Linked DNA regions of Capsicum annuum: region 1 is linked to region 2. Evidence: chromatin contacts called from public Hi-C data. All regions are on one chromosome and are shown on one strand. The core of a region is the stretch at or near the end of the contact, and the rest is flanking DNA. Distances in the headings are between cores, read along the strand shown. Region 1 overlaps LOC107858895 (U4/U6.U5 tri-snRNP-associated protein 2). Region 2 has its middle 9.4 kb from the start of LOC107858894.

Region 1 (2,700 bases), core at 85-2,584, 38 kb after region 2:
CATGTAGATGTTACTAAAAATAGATATCAATAATGTCTATCCCGTTTGAAAAATCAATTTATAATTTACTAATTTCTACCCATTTTACCTTTAATTATTAATTATAGTCATTACCCAATATATTTTTAAAATATTAGATTAATTATATTCAGAGGTGATTTAATAAAATTATTTTTATCTATTATTTTTTAACATTTGTGATAAGTCAATGGTGGACAAATATTATTGGATAGAGGGAGTAGTATTAAGTAACTACTCCCTCCGTTTCAAAATATTTGATTACTTTTCTAAAAATATTTATTTATTTTTCTAAAAATATTTATTTCAATTTAGTTAGCTTATTTATGAAATTAAGAAATTCTTATTATATTCTTCCAATACTATACCTTCATTAAATAAAAATGTATATGCTCAAATTTATATTTTCAAAACATATGTAATAAGGCTAATAAGGCTATTTTCAGGAAGAACCAACTATTTTGAAACAGGGAGTGCTAACTTCTTATAATATTCATTTTAAGAAATATCTAATAAACAAGGATAATTTAGTAAACTACACCTTGTATTTATTATTTTTCTATTATTTTTCTTAGTACTCCATCCATTTCAAAATAATAGGTCCTTATTGACTTACACTCCCCTTAAGAAAATATTTATTGGGAGTTAATTTTATCTAATTAGTTTTATTAATTTTTTTATAAGGTAATATTTAAAATTAATTTTATTAATCATCCTTTAAAAATATAAATTTAAGTATGTACATTTTATTTAGTCATTTAATGATTGGGTGGTATTAAAAAAAACGTAATAAAATTTTGTAGATTTCATAAATCAAATAATTAAATTAAAATAAAAAATTTTTAGTTAAAAAAATAACTAAAATAATTAAATTAAAATAATTACTTTTACCAAGAAATTCAACTAAAATGAAGGGAGTAATTCGGTAAGCATGAAGTGAGTAATTCGGTAAGCATGAAGTGAGCTGAAACACAATTATTTGAGGGAGAGGAATACTCCCTCCGTTTCAAATTATTCGTCCCAAATTTTCTAATTTGATTTCTCATTTTACTCGTTCTTTTTCATGTTTTATCCTTTGCATTAATTACTTTTTTAAAAAATTAAAATATAAATATTATTTAATAAAGATACTATGATAAATTAGTTACGTTATTAATCATTTTTTTTAATCAATGTATCATTTCTATTTGAGACGAGGGACCATAAAGGATAAAACATGGAAACTCCGGTCAAAAATAAAAACCAGAAAAACGAAAGAAGACAAATAGTCAATGAGCTATGAGTTCACACTTGTTCACATATGTTAACATCATCATTCAGTCTATAAATTTACTTACAACACCTTGGGAAGTGTGATACTCCCTCTTTCTCTGTGGTGATTCAGAATAAGTGAATTGTTGAAATATTTATTAGTGTTTCAAACTAAGTGAATCATTAATTTTTTTTTTAAACTTACCCTTATGATTTGACAACTAATTAACTTTTGAAAAGGTATTACAAGGTCAATTTTTTTTTGGGGAGTAAAAATAGAAAATTGTATTAAATTTATGTCTTTAATTCGTTTTTCTTAATCTATGTGTTAAAATCCAACAATTCATAAGGTCAACTTTTTGGGTAAAAATAAAAAGTTACGTTAAATTTATGTTTTTAATGTTTTTTTCTTAATTGTGTGTCAAAATTCAACAATTCATTTATTATGAAATGAATGGAGTAATTCAAAAATGTCTCAATCAATAGTCTGTTTTCATTCATTACAATAAGAAGAAGAGGAATTTTATATTGTGCCATGCTTTGCATTTACATCCAGATATCCAAGAGGGTCATTTAATTCATAGTCAAATTTCAAGGTTGAGAACATCTTCCAGCAAATTATTATTCAAATGGAGGCTGAATCAGACACAGAGATGACTTAATCAACATGATTTATCAGTTTTGAATTTGACTAACCTCCCAAAGATTTGTTTTTTCTTCATTACTTTTTGACTCTTCCTCACTAATAACAAGTGATATTCCACCCTTGCTAAAGAAGAATACGATAGGATATTTTTCATACCATAGTACTTGTATTTTCTTTTTTGTAACAGTCCTATCCCATTTTTAACTAATTTTAAGTTCAAAACAACCAAATGGACTTCAGCAAGTTTACATAAATTTTCATATAAATCAAGTAAAATTTTATCTCGCAGAAGGATTTATTTACTCTCTTCACATAAAATTTTCCTTTTTTCACATAAATTTTACTTGATTTGCTAAATATCTTGCAGAATTCATAACAAGATAAGTTTACTCTAGTTGTCCAAATGAAATCTCCAACTCTCCCACTCATTTCTGATTGCTATTGTTCCTACATATGGAAGATTAAGGTACTTTATGTACCAAATTCAAGAACTTACCATACAACAAAAACATCTGGAATTAAAAAAACTGGACCCTTCAAAGCTGGAGTTCTCATAACTCCCCATGCAATGGTGCTAGTAATCTTAAGCCTAAGCCATACAAAAATAGCAGAGATTTACATACAAAAGAAAAATAAACCGCAAGGATCACCATCACTCAACAAGTAGAGTACTCTTCATTAGAAGTCTAAAGTCGAATTTGGTATTTCAAAAGAGAAGAAAAGGCAGAGGTTGATGCTTCCAACGTTACTTGTCAGGTTCATTGCTGCTGATGCTGCTCATATAT
Region 2 (2,700 bases), core at 111-2,610:
GACCCTTCTGTTAATTAAAAGTTGGTATTTATGTTATTTATACAAAACAAAATACACCTAAAGTTTTTGGGACATAAAATCGTTTTGTGGATTTAATTGAGCTGCTTGTTTTTGACTAAAGTTATGTATAGATATTTAAGAACTTAAGATGTGTACACAAATAAAATAACTCTAAAGAGAAACAAAACAAGACATGGGCACGACTCATGAGTCTATGACTAATTAAAAACTCAGAAATCACATTAAATCAAGATATGATACTGATATCACAATTTGATGATGACGTCAAATAGGATAAATTTAATATATACATGAATAACATTTTCTTTTAACTCGGTACTTACAAATCCAAGAAGAGAAAAAACACTATTGAAAATGGGAAGAAAAATTGAGTTGTTGATCCTCAACAAAATCTTTCCCATTCTTTTCTTCTTCCAAAAGAGTTAAAATGGAGAAAAAAAAAAAAAAAAAAAAAAAGACTATTAAAAATGGGAAGAAAAATTGAGTTGTTGATCCTCAAAATCTTTCCCACTCTTTTCTTCTTGCAAAAAAGTTAAAATGAAAAAAAGAATAAACCATGCACTAAATTAAAAGATAGCCATCTTGATCCCAAATGTTTTCAGTAGAATCAGTAATTAACTGATCATCTCCAGTAAAATCACATAGACACAGATTCTCCAATTCAAAATCATCTAAGCTCAAAATATCCATCCTTGGACTACTACTAGAATTCGTGGTTGAAGTTGAACCAAATATTCCATTTTGATCAGTTGATAACATACCCTTTTGTTCTTCAATAATATTTGCCACCTTATTCTCCTTGCTACTCTTAGGATTGCAGTTATAACAGTCATATCCAAATGAAGACACATGAGTAGTTGAATCATCTGCATCATAATCATCGTTCTCCTCCAGTCCAAAATTTAAATTTATTGGACCTTTATGAGCTCCTAAGAAAGTATTAGCAGTGTGACATCCTGTAAATTGTTGCACTAGAGCTCGAAAATTCGAGGCATCTGCATTGAGGTGTGTGGTTGGAGTTTTCTTTGATGCTCGAGATCTTCTTCTAATTGGCTTCTTTATGCTACCATTTTTAGGACTTAGCTCATGACTACACAAAGAGTTTGTAGGACTTAAGGTTGTTGTTGTTGTTGTAGTAGTAGTGTCACAGTTTAAGGTTGTTCTTGTCATTTGGTTGGAGCTTTGCATGGTTTTTTATTGTGAGCTGTGACCATTCAAGTGGTATATTAGCTCCTTCTGTTTGTTGTGAAGAAATGGGAGAAGCCTAAGCAAGATAGTATATATAGTGGGGCTTTTGGTTAAAGGTAGGATAAATAATTAAACCTGGATGTTGACTATTATTTTTAATTTTTTTTTGGTTTTCTTGGGGGTGGGATTAAGTAAGACCAAAGATATTGATGAAGGTATGTTTCGTGGAAAGAACATGGATAGATTATGATATATGTGAATACGTCATTCATCTACTTTTCTTATGAGTATTATTTTAGAGCACTTATATAACAGAGAGAATGATGATAATTATTTCAAAGAATAGATGAAAATTTTATGTGGAACTTTGTTGTGTGTGTGTGTGTGTTTTTTTTTGAGTATTGTTGGGTGTTGAAGTGGTGGAGGGGTAAGGGAAGTAACGACGGTCCGGTCTTCCCATGATGTTTTTAGTAGCCGTTTGGCCATTGACATTTTTTCACCTTTTTCCGAAAAATTATTTCATTTTAGTGAAAAAAAAATTAAAATCACAGTGTTTGACCATGAAAATTCTAAATATAATGGAAAAGTAAAAACAAAAAAAAAACTTATTTTCATTTTTTTCACTCCCACTTCTTTCACAAAATTTCAGGAACAACTTTAATTTATATTTACGGTCAAACACAACTCCAACTCCAACTCCAATTCCAATTCCAACTCTATTTTTAACTCCAGAAAATTATGTTTTCATAGCCAAACGGGGCCAAGAGTTGAGAGAATCAATTGTTACTGTGCTGATTGATTTAAAACATGATACATTCGTGGTTGAAAAAGACGAGATGCATAATTTTGCAAAGTTCAAAAAGAAAATTTGAATCATTTTGTATAGTTTCAGTTCAAATTTGACCCTATTCACTTATAAAACAAGCTCATATATTGTGCAACTTTCGTTGTTGGTGAATAAGAACATAATTGAACAAAGTTAGTAATATTAACTCATTTGACTCGAACTATTAATAGAGGGTAATTTTGAACCATTTCATAGAATTTAACTAAATTTGAACTTCTTCTCTACTTATAAATTAAATTTAAAACACGTATTGTTGAACTAAGTACAATTTCAAAAGCCCACAAAATACATGTCTTGTATTTACTTGTTTAGAACTAATTAACCATCCTTAATTATCTCCGCGTTGTAATGAAAGGTGCATGTGCTACTTGAAGATTGCGATAGACTTACTAATAATTTGTCTAACATTAATTTTTATTTAGTGAAAATGATTAACAAGTACTCATAGCATATATTATATGATTTTGTTATCTAATGGTTGACCATTTACATTGACACGCAACCCATTCATTTGATAGTAAACGATAGGCTGAACAAAGCAAATCGAAAATCAAACCAAATCGTAAATTGAATGAAATTGGAAAAAAATTCGATTAATGATTTAGTTTTGAAATAAAAAAATCGATTATAATTGATTTAGTTTG

What was found. Hi-C and Micro-C count contacts between places; a contact is called where the count stands out from the background.
Region 1: a Hi-C map of leaf shows a contact between it and region 2, with 3 times the contacts expected there. The contact joins two enhancer-like sites. A contact is called at or near these places in 2 of 5 Hi-C or Micro-C datasets (leaf and placenta).

What each region holds. Positions count from the first base shown.
Region 1 is chr2:105,441,222-105,443,921 of UCD10Xv1.1, forward strand. It overlaps LOC107858895 (U4/U6.U5 tri-snRNP-associated protein 2), which reads right to left. Exons shown (of 10, transcript XM_016703700.2): 10 at 2,311-2,700. The coding sequence ends at 2,674. Among protein-coding and RNA genes, the nearest start is that of LOC107858895, 11 kb to the right of the region's middle. Within about 2 kb of position 1,335, at least 4 of the 5 cell types and tissues checked have an H3K27ac peak or open chromatin away from gene starts, as enhancers often do.
Region 2 is chr2:105,402,816-105,405,515 of UCD10Xv1.1, forward strand. No RefSeq gene overlaps it. Among protein-coding and RNA genes, the nearest start is that of LOC107858894, 9.4 kb to the left of the region's middle. Within about 2 kb of position 1,361, at least 3 of the 5 cell types and tissues checked have an H3K27ac peak or open chromatin away from gene starts, as enhancers often do.